Regions from separate parts of the Gossypium hirsutum genome. Here region 1 is linked to region 2. A link is a contact called in public Hi-C data. All regions are on one chromosome and are shown on one strand. The core of a region is the stretch at or near the end of the contact, and the rest is flanking DNA. Distances in the headings are between cores, read along the strand shown. Region 1 holds the start of LOC107952127. Region 2 holds the start of LOC107938277 (UDP-glycosyltransferase 88A1).

Region 1 (5,559 bases), core at 306-2,805, 900 kb after region 2:
TAAATTTTATGTTTTCATGCTTCGTTTAGGTTGTAGAAGATGGCTATGAGTTCTTTGCAAAGCGACAGTTGGTGACCATATTCTCTGCTCCAAACTACTGCGGGGAATTTGATAATGCAGGTGCCATGATGAGTGTGGATGATAGTTTAACATGTTCGTTTCAGATTCTTAAATCTTTAGAGAAGAAAGGAAAGGGTGGATTTGGCAACAACACATTCAGACCAGGAACTCCACCTCACAAGGTAGGAAACTATTAGTCATCATGAATTGATAAATTGAATCCCCAAGGGATATATGTATAAAGGTAAGCAATTCCGTCCTATAATAATATTTATCGATAATCAGGTATAAAGTTTGAGTCACCAGATATATGTATAACTGCGTCCTACTGTTTCTGGTCAATGGATCAGTTATTACCAAATGGACATAGGACCCATGTAGAAATATGCCACAGAGAGAGAGAGGTTCAACCATTTAATATCAAAATTTCCTTTGACATTGCTTGCTGCTTTGTCAACGACTCGGCGCCTTTCTGAACAGCCCCTTCCCTGGTTTCACTTCTTTTTTACTTAGTGATGGAAGTGCAGCTTTAGTTAGATTGTCCATTTTCAGCTGTTTTTATCAGTGTTTCGTTTTATTTTTCTGGCACTAAACCAATTTGTGCCTTTTTTTTATCTTCCTTCAGGGTGGGAAGCGCTGAGTAAGACAGTAAAGTTAAATGTTGGATGACCAATAGACCAATAGGGTCGTTCTTGTATCTACTTAATGTTGGTGTTTTGTTGAATGAAACTGTGATGGCTGGCTGGACTATTGTTGGATGCAAAAAGAAGGAAATTGGAAGGTAAAGTTGCTGGAATGACATAGGAGAAGAGCTATGGAGCTCAGTTACCAGCCGGAACTTGGTTTTTCTTATCATATGTAAAACCGGATTCTAATTTCAGTATGTTGATTTTTAATTCTTGTAGGTAACGAAATATCATTTCGTATCGTAACTGTTTTCAGCTTCTGTTGTGGTTGGAGTAGTACCCTTCCAAGTCAAATGGAAAGAAAAAAATTATGAACTTGGTGGCTATGGCTCTCGCCCATTTTATGCTTTAACATTGAGATTTTGGTAACCTATGAACAAAAGCCTGAAGCAGTTTCAGGCACTTCAGCGGCTTTAAAATCAGAACCATCCATGATACAATGCAATCCGCTTTCACAAAGGCAAAATTTAGGAGAGTTTGATAACATCTTTAATCTTGAATACTAATAGCTTGGATAAAATAGGGATCCAAGATTTACAATTGGCGCTTACTTTCATTGTTATGTGGGTAGTATTTGGTACTTTGTTTAAATAAATTATTAAAAATTACATAAAATAAAAATAAAAATAATTAAAAAGATCCTATTCAATTGTTGCTTTATATCGGTTTATTGGTTCAACTTTAATTGGACCGGTCCTGTCCTGGTAAAACTTAAAAAGGAAATCCTCAGCAATATTCATCCTAAAACTATTGAAATGAAGACACTAATTTATTTGAAAAATATAAAATTAAATCACCCTTTTTCTTTTCATTTTGCTAATTAACTAAATAGAAGATTCTCAAAACTCTGGCAAAATTATGAAGTACTGATGAATAGAGAGAGAGTGGTAGTGTTACCCTTAAAAAGTACATTCGAAAAGATTCATGCCCAGAACAAAATAAGCAAAAATGTGTATAGTGGTATCTGGGTCCAAAATATAGACACTTGCGCATCGAATTTGTAATAAAAACGCAGCCTTCAACACATTTGAAGGCAGAGCTACTACATAGGCCATGAAGTGCCGATCCGTGGCGTGTATATGGTCAGGCACGCCTCCGGCCCACCGTGTCACAGCCACAGCCGCTCTCAACCACCCTCCGACTCTCTACACCGGCGGATCCGATGGCTCCATCCTCTGGTGGAACCTCTCCAATTCAGATTCCCACCCGGTAACCAACTAACTTTACTCGATTCAATTTAGGAAAACAATATAACTAAAAGATTCGGGTTCTCTTCTTCTTATTAAGAATAATTAGCTTATTATATTTGTGTTATGCAATTGAATGACCAGAGAGCTTCAATTTGATATTATATATGCATTTGCTCGGTAGTAAATCTGGGTTTTGCTAGGGTATAGTTTAGATTGTTGAATTTAGACTGATGGTCGAAATTTGTATCATATTCAGGAAATTCGACCAATTGCTATGTTGTGCGGTCATGCTGCACCAATAGCTGATCTCGCCATTTGCTGTCCCATTGTAGTATCTGGAGAACAAAGCATGGACTATTCAAGTAATGTTGCTTTCAACTCTAGCTTTGATAATGGGGGTGCCTTACTAAGTGCTTGTACTGACAGTATGTTGTGCGTCTGGAGCAGAAGTAGTGGCCACTGCAGGCGTAGAAGAAAACTGCCACCTTGGGTGGGCAGCCCATCGATTATTCGTACATTGCCTTGGAATCCAAGATATGCTTGTGTAGGCTGTTGCTTTGTTGATGCTGCCCATTTAACTGACCACCAGTTGATGGAATCTGCCGAAGGGGGTGAGATTTCAATGGATAAAGAATCTCAGAACAGGAAGCCTCCTAAGTGTACTGTTGTTATTGTTGATACGTATACTCTTACTATTGTACAAACCATTTTTCATGGGAATTTGTCCATTGGGCCTTTGAAGTTTATGGATGTTGTATCTTCAGTTGATGATGGAGAAATACATTGTTCACTCTTGGCTGACTCCTTTGGTAAGCTGCAGTTGGTTCCTTTGTCAAAGGACTTTCATCAAGGTAGTGAGGGTGAGACTAGGTTGCAGAAACCTTCTAAGCAAGAAATAGAGGCATGGGAAGATGGCCTTGTTGAGGCTGGACAAGTAGTATCAATTGCAACATGTAGGACTACTGTTGCTACTGTTTTAAAAGATCGATCTATATTTAGGCTGTTGGACGGTGCCATTACAATAGGTGTGATTCTTTTCATGAACAATGTCCTTTGCGTTGAAGATGATCATGGTCAGTCACATGTTGTAGGGGCTATGTTTCTTGAAAGTAAAAATTATGGGAATGCACAAATTACTAGTGTAACCCATGAATCTGAAAATTTTTTAGTGTGGAATAATAGAGGATCTGCAGTTTTGTATGCAATATCATATTTAGATAACACATTCAATTATGAGCCTCTTTGTGAAATCCCTGCCACGTCATTTCCCCTGGGTGCAAGGTTGTCTTTTTCTTTTGTCCACTTGAGCCAAATACTTCTTCGGGTTGAATCAGTTTGCTTCACTATTGAAGACTCATTTCAATGGAAACCACGTGTTACAATCTGGTCACTTAAGCAGAGATGTGATCGTGGCAAACTCTTGGATGAATGCAAAATGCCTGGAGAAGGCATTTCGTTTCTTGGCTGGACTCCGACTGCTGGTTTCGATCATAAAAGCGAATCTTTGGGTGGATTCCATACCAAATTAACATCTATTCAGAGCTCTGTTTCCGCCTCAGAAACTGTCGATAGCATACATTTAGATGATAGTTGTTATTCTGTCCCTAAGGGACAAATTGTATCTTCTTCCATGGTTATTTCTGAAAATCTTTATGCTCCTTCTGCGATTGTATATGGCTTCTTTAGTGGTCAAATCCAAGTTGTGTGGTTCAATTTGTTTAGGGGGCTTGATTCTCCAGCTGGAAGCCCACGCCTTGAGGTAGACTCTCATATATCCAAACAAAACTTTGTGGGGCATACGGGTGCTATCCTATGTCTGGCAGCACATCGGATGATTGCTGCTGCAAAAGGATGGAGTTTTAGTCAGGTTTTAGTTTCTGGAAGCATGGATTGCACTATTCGTATATGGGATCTTGATTCTGGTAATCTTGTTACAGTCGTGCACCAACATGTTGGTCCTGTGCGCCAAATCATTCTACCCCCTGCTCGAACTGAACGCCCTTGGAGTGATTGCTTTCTCTCTGTCGGAGAGGACTCTTGTGTTGCTCTTACTTCACTTGAGACATTAAGGGTGGAGAGAATGTTTCCTGGACATCCTGACTATCCTGCAAAAGTTGTTTGGGATGGTGCAAGAGGTTATATTGCATGTCTCTGCCGGCACCATTCCAGAGTTTCTGATGCCATTGATGTTCTATACATATGGGATGTGAAGACTGGGTCCAGAGAAAGGGTCCTTCGTGGGACTGCTTCACATTCGATGTTTGATCATTTCTGCAAAGAAATTAGCGTGACTTCTGTTTCTGGTTCATCACTGAGTGGAAATACCTCGGTTTCATCATTACTTCTTCCAATACATGAGGATGGGAACTTATCTCAGCACAGGTTAAATAGTTCAGAAAGTGGGGTTTCTTTGTCAAAAATGACTGGGTCTAGTACTTTGCTAGCAAATAATAGTAAACTGAATTCTGGAAAGGCGCCATTTGATTCTCTAACCAGAAAGCAACCTATTAAATGCTTTTGCCCATATCCTGGAATTGCTACCCTGAGTTTTGATCTTGCAGCATTGATTGATCCTTGTCAGAAGTGCAAGCGTATCTCCAAAAATGGTGATGGGCGAGAGAATAGCTATATAAAGGAACATTTGAGTGAGACATTTAGTCCCCGTCATTTAAATTCGGATGATGGCTTTAACACTGATCAGAGTTCAACAGATGCCATAGAAGAGCATGACTGGATCAAGTCACTTGAAGAATATCTTGTTCGATTTAGTTTGTCCTTTTTGCATTTATGGGATGTGGATTGTGGTCTAGATGACTTATTAATAGCTGACATGAAGCTGAAAAGACCAAATGGTTTTATAGTATCTTCTGGCTTGCAAGGTGATAAAGGGTCTTTGACACTGACATTTCCTGGTTTTACGTCAAGTCTTGAGGTATTTTGAAGGAATTGTGTTGATATTTACACTTCTTATCTATTTGACTTATTTCGACCGCTCCTAAGTTGTTAATCAACATTTCAGCTTTGGAAATCGTCGTCAGAGTTTTGTGCTATGAGGTCACTGACAATGGTTTCTCTTGCCCAACACATGATTAGCTTGTCCCATCCAAGTTCATCTGCCAGCAGGTATCATAATTGTTCTTCCAAAAGTAGCACACAGAATGAACCTGCTTTTATTATTTATTGGCACATAGACTAATCTCCATTTACTTTGCCCTGCTAGGTGACCTGTAACAAAAAAGCCTTCTTTATTTCCCTTTTTTCTTTTCCTTTGTTTAATCCATGTAAAGCTGTTAACAGAAATAAAGTAACATATGAAACTCAAGCCTTACCAGATATATGATGTTATGATTCAGAGATATTATAGTTGTGGATGGAAATGTGATCTTTTCAATGTTGGTTTCTGTGTTGTCGACTCTGACCATACTTAAGGGCATGTTGATTCTCCCTTTTCGTAGTTCAGGATACATTCTATTTAAGTGATTACTTATCCTGTTCTTACATCTTCTGTGAAATGATAATCATTTTAAGTTCACAAGATCTTCGAAAATTATGCTGAACTGAAGATTGGTTTCACCTCTCTTTATTTTGGTCAATCTTGAAGGTGGGACTGCTGACTATAGGGT
Region 2 (6,018 bases), core at 1,393-3,892:
AAAGGTTGCAACGTGGAAGACAAATGATGTGATAAGGCTATGCAACGTGGAAGTAACTATGTTGATGACAAGACAGGATCCTTGTCAGAACCACTGTACGAGATTGAAGAAAAATTAAATAGAGTTTAGAAATTTTACTATAAAAAAAATATATGTAGCCTAAACAAGGCATCCATCAATATCAAAATCCAAAATAATTTTAGAAACTTTTAACTTTCCTTTCAAATATCCTCTCCTTGTAAACTTTCTTTTGTAATAATATAATCCCTCTTATTCCGCATCCCTTATTCCCCTATAATTGGTATCAGAGCTAAACAATATTATCTAAAAAAATTAATATGGAGAAAGTTTAACTTATTGCTAGATATTAAAAGCCTTTATAATATATATTATAAAAGTAATAATTATAATATATTCAATAATGTAATATGTTTTCCTGCTTGAGTCTGATAATAATTAAAATTATTATAATACTTGTCAATATTTTTTGTCAAGTGTTCTTTATCTTGTTTGACAGCTGATAATTTGGGACTTCCAATCATTCCTTAAATAATCCAAATTTGATATGGCTGATAAAATCTTTCTATTTCAACAATACCAATAAGGCTACTTATTTGAATATAAAATTAGTAGAAAAAATCATCTTGATTTACTTTTTGTGATAATATAGACTTAATAATTACAGGAAAATCTTTTAATAAATGAAAAAAAAATTTGAACTACTATTTTTTTGACTTTTATATCAAATGGTTTATGATCAAGTCTAAATTTAATAATAAGAAAATTTTCATCTATATCGTTTGTAAAAACATATATTTGTAAGAAGTATTCTGAAAAAATATTTTTAAATTATATTTACTGATTATAAATAACTCTATTTATTTTTGAAAAATATTTTACTGGTAATATTTTTCAATTTTTATTATATAGCCACAATCTAAACATTTTATTCATCATTTTATTCATGATAGCTAAAAAATATCCTTACACTTGATTCTAATTGAAACCGCACCAGAATTCAGGCATTACTCCTGCTTCCACGACTCAAAGAGTTTGGCTAGTGCGAGACGAGAGGAACCTCCCTCACTCATAGCAGCCTTGGCTGCGTGTTTCATAGCTACGGTTCGCTTCCTAACCACTTTACCTTGTTCCCAAATTCTCTAACTCGCTTCTCCACTTCACTTGAATCTACGAACCCTGTTTCTGACTCCACCATCGGCAAGGCTATCTTCATTTCCTCCACTAGCAACACCCGGTTGAACCTTTGCTCTGCGTAGAGTGGCCATGCCACCATCGGAACCCCCGCACAAACAGATTCCAGCACCGAATTCCACCCACAGTGTGTCACGAACCCACCGATGGAATCATGGTTCAACACCGTCACCTGTGGCGCCCATGACTTGACCACCTTTCCCCTCTCCTTCGTCCTCTCCAAGAACCCCATAGGTAACAAAGCGTTCAAATCTGGTTCCGATTGTTCCTTTATCGCCACACTTAGGTTCTCCGAAGGAGGGTTTCTCACCACCCACAAGAATCTTTGCTCACTTCTCTCTAACCCCTCAGCTATTTCTTTCAACTGTTGAGCTGAAAACAGTCCCAGGCTACCAAAACAAAGGAACACTACACTTTTACTAGGTTGCTTGTCAAGCCACATTAAGCAATCATTAGGGGCACCTTCACCGGCAGCATTAGATCTAGCTCCACTTCTCCGATCAACGTCAGCAATCAACGGTCCGATGCAGTACAGTGGAGGTGTGGGGCCATCTGGAACACAGAGTCCATCGCGAATTGCTTTGATGGCTCTTGGGTCGAGGGATTCAAAACTGTTGATTATAATCCCAGCTGACTTGGGCAAATACATGGAGTTGTTAATGAAGATGTGATAGACTTGATCGTTGCGATCGAGTACTGGCTTAGGCATATCGGCAGATGGCACCGGTGGGACACCCGGGATGTTGAGGAGAAGGTTAAGTTCTTTGAAGCTTTTAGTGGTGTTATTATGAAGGGTTTGTAGATAAAAGAAGGAGGAAAGAGTAGCAACGCCGGAGGTGTAGAAGAAGTAAGGAGGGATACTAAGATCAACGGCGACTTTGAAAGCAACAGTACAGAAAAAATCCATGGTAAAGGCATGGACTTTGTAATCCTTGGAGATGGAAAGGAGAGTTTCATGGACATTGGGGTTGCTAAGGCGGAGGACCTCAAAAGTAAGGAACTCATGGTGGGTAACATCAGTGGATGGAAGGAGGGTGACTTTGGGTAGCTTGTGAAAAACAATGGAAGGAATAGTGGAAGAGACGGCGGCAATATAAGGAGCGGTGGATTCAGCTTGGTAAGGTGGTGTAGCGATGAGGATGTGGATAGAGAGTGAAGGTTGGTGAGATAATAGAAGCTTGCCTAACTCCACCATGGCTAGCAGGTGGCCAATTGGTGGTGACGGTTAAAGAACTACGGCCTCCATTGCTAACAACCTATTACAGTAAAAGACAACCCCAACCAAGCTCAGCCCTATCTCTTATCCTCACTCATCAACGCTAAATATGCGGATTTATAATAATAATAATAATAAAAGGGGGAATAGATTTTTTTAAGACTAAAAATAAACATTTTTTTTAAATTATAAATGTTAATACTTTAAAATTATAATTATTATATTTGCTCTAAAAGTCGACTTTTAATTGACGACTATTTTATTTGGAAGTGGCATTTTTTCCTAATGTGGTGAGAGAGGCAAGGGATTTTAAAAAAAAAAAGCGTATATTTTAAAATCAACAGCTTAAATTAAAGGTGTAAGTACATTTATCTATGAAAAATATTTTCCTCATTTTTGGGGTTTGTTTACGAAAAATAAAATTGGTGAAAGTAAAATCCACGTAAAATGTTATATACATTGAAGAGGAGTAAAACATTTTAGTCATTCACTCTCCATACCTCATTCATTTCTAGTAAACAATTTCCTTAAAAAATTTTAACATTGCTTATTTATCTTTTTTATATATATATATATATATATCATCCGACAAATATGTTAAAACTTAAATTCCAATTTAAGCTCTATTTGTTTCACTAAAAATAACTTTTGAAAATTGATTTCTGAAAAACGATTTATCTTTCTGAAAAAGTTAATATTTTCTCGTATTTGGAATCTGTGTAAAATATATTCTGTTATTTGGTAGATTTCTTAAAAATATTTTATAAAAGTTATTTTCAATTAAACAAACATATATTTGAGATTTTCTTATTTTTCATTATTTAATTGAATTTATTTTTATCTATAATTTTATATTTTACATAGTTTTTGCATGTATTAAAGATATTATGTTAATATCATATTCATTACATGACTACTAAGTAAGTATTTTTTATTTAAAAAATGTGACATTCACAAAATTAACAAAAAAAATTAACGATGTCAACAATTAGACTTAATTTTTAAATTTGAAAAGTAAAAGGACTAAATTCTTAAAAATAAAAGTACAAAGACTAAATTACAAATCTATGAAGTGTACATAGACTTATGACATATTTTATTTTTTATACTACAAAACATTTATTAGTAATATATTTATAATTTTAATAAATATTTATTATTAAAATATTATTATTGAATATTTTCAATAATATGTGAATAATATTATTTAAAATTATTATTTTTAAAATTTATTATTAAAATAAAAATAAAATATTAAATAATTTATTAAAATAATACATTATATTTATTATATTAATAATTTATTATATGACTAAATATAAATAATTAAATATGTATGTTTTATAATATTGAAAAATATAATATTTTAAATATTTTTAAAAATAAAAATAAAATTTATTATCAATATAATAATATTAAGCTTGATTTAAGTTAATTTTTATATAAAAATAAAATTGTCTATAAATAAACTCTTTTCTGAAAAATGACGTGCGCTTTTCAAAATGGTAAGTCATTTTTTACAAGAAAAATGACTTATTTTACCTTGACTTGTAAGTCATGTTCCGTTGGCCAAACTATTTTTTGTGAAACAAACACAGAAAAATACAGAAAATATTTTCCGTAAAACTTTTTACATGTAAACAAACAGACCCTTATCCTTTTTTGGCTTTTTTACCTAAATAATACAAAAAATAAAATTAATAACTAAAATGGTATGCCCATAAGATCATTTACCAAAACGGTATGGTTTTACTGGTGCCGCATGTCAAATTAGCGACACCAGACTGAAATGTAATGATCTAAAGTATTCAGGGACATGTTACAATTTTTCCATTTAGAATGGTTGCTGAAAAAAAAGGGGGGGAATGTGCCGCCTAACAGTGTGGTGGCACCAAACTTTAAATATGACTAATTGCCTTATAAGCCTTCCTTATTTATTATTTTCTTTTTATTCTCCTTCAACTTACTATATTGTGTTTAAACAAACCCTTAACCTATTTTGTAATTAAATAAGCCTAACTTATTGTTTTTACTCATAAAATATCTTTATTTTAATATTAAAGTAAATATATTTATTTTGAATTTCAAGCTCTTATCTTAATTTTTTGTTGATGCAATAAAAATTAGATACACTTTAACATCAACATAAAATCTAAAAAAGTAATCAAAAATTTCAAAAGAGTAGTTAAGAATATAATGTATATAAGCACTCTCAAGAAATTTAAAAATTTTATTTTTTTATTTAATAAATTATTCTCATCGAATTCACGTCAATATAAAATGTGAATTAGTTTATATTTTTTAAAATAGCTTTACTTTGGGTAAAATAGATTTACTTTAATATTAAAATAAAGGGCTTTTATGAGTAAAAACCATAAGTTAAGGGTTTATTTAACTACAAAATTAGGTTAATGGCTTGTTTAAACACAATATACTGTGTTGGAGGGGAATAAAAAGAAAATAATAAATAAGGAGGGCTTACAAGGCAATTAGCCATATTTAAAGTTTGGTGCCACCACATTGCCAGGCGGCACCTTTTCCTTTTTTTAGCAGCCATTCTAAATGAAAAAATTGCATAACAAGTCCCTGAATATTTTAGATCATTACATTTCAGTTCGGTGTTGCCAATTTGACAAGTGGCACTAGTAAAACGATACCATTTTGATAAATAATCTTATGGGCATACCATTTAAGTTATTGATTTTAATTTTTATATTATTTAGATAAAAAAAAAAGCCTCCCTTTTTCATATGAGATGTGCAAACATCATTTTTTGAAATATAATTGTTGAATTGTGCTCCAATGTGGGACTATTTTATTAACAAATGCTCATTTCCAACTTTATTTACGGAAACAGGCCACTTAAAATTTTATTTATCAGAATGGGCTGAAAAAAAATCAAAACGCGTCTACGTGGAAGCGTTTTAAGGAGAAATTTTAGAAAAGCGCGCTAACGGGGATGCGCTTTACCCCGTGTCAGCTAAAAACGCTCTGACATGGGCGCGCTTTTGCCCGTTCTCGGACTAAATTGTCAAACATCATTTTTGGAAATATAATTTGGGTGAGCCAAATTTGGTTTTTATAAAGGCTTATTCTTGTAAATTTTCAAAAAAATTGTCTATTTTTTATAATATTTTTAAAAAATGATATTTTTTTGAAATTTTAGTCCAAGCATGAGCAAAAGCGCGCCCACATTAGTGCGTTTTTGCTGACACAGGGTAAAGCGCGTTCCCGTCAGTGCATCCCCGTCAGTACGCTTTTTTGAAATTTCCCCTTAAAACGTTTCCACATGGCACGTTTTTGATTTTTTTAGCCTATTCCGATAAATAAAGTTTTAAGTGGCCCATTTCCATAAATAAAATTGGAAATGGGCATTTTTTTAATAAAATAGTCCCAATGTGGTTCTACAAATTTTTTAAAAATTATTTAATTAACCCTTGTTTTTCTACATTAATTGAGAAAATAGATATTAAACAATTAGTTTGGCAAAATAAAATAAAATCTTTCGAAAATTCAAAAAATTAATATATTATCTAAAAATGTAAAGAGACACTTAGAATTGGAAAACCATTTGTTTAGTAATTTATCAA

The links. A called contact is a pair of places that touch in the nucleus more often than the background predicts.
Region 1: a Hi-C map of leaf shows a contact between it and region 2, with 2.6 times the contacts expected there. The contact joins the promoter of LOC107952127 here to the promoter of LOC107938277 in region 2. A contact is called at or near these places in 3 of 34 Hi-C or Micro-C datasets (all in leaf).

What each region holds. Positions count from the first base shown.
Region 1 is chrA02:50,099,660-50,105,218 of Gossypium_hirsutum_v2.1, forward strand. It overlaps LOC107952127, which reads left to right and starts at 1,556. Exons shown (of 9, transcript XM_016887406.2): 1 at 1,556-1,955; 2 at 2,193-4,868; 3 at 4,956-5,059. The coding sequence starts at 1,800. LOC107952129 (serine/threonine-protein phosphatase PP1) reads left to right here. Exons shown (of 5, transcript XM_016887408.2): 4 at 30-242; 5 at 686-1,061. The coding sequence ends at 700.
Region 2 is chrA02:49,195,265-49,201,282 of Gossypium_hirsutum_v2.1, forward strand. It overlaps LOC107938277 (UDP-glycosyltransferase 88A1), which reads right to left and starts at 2,643. Exons shown (of 1, transcript XM_016871374.2): 1 at 939-2,643. The coding sequence starts at 2,407. The coding sequence ends at 1,118.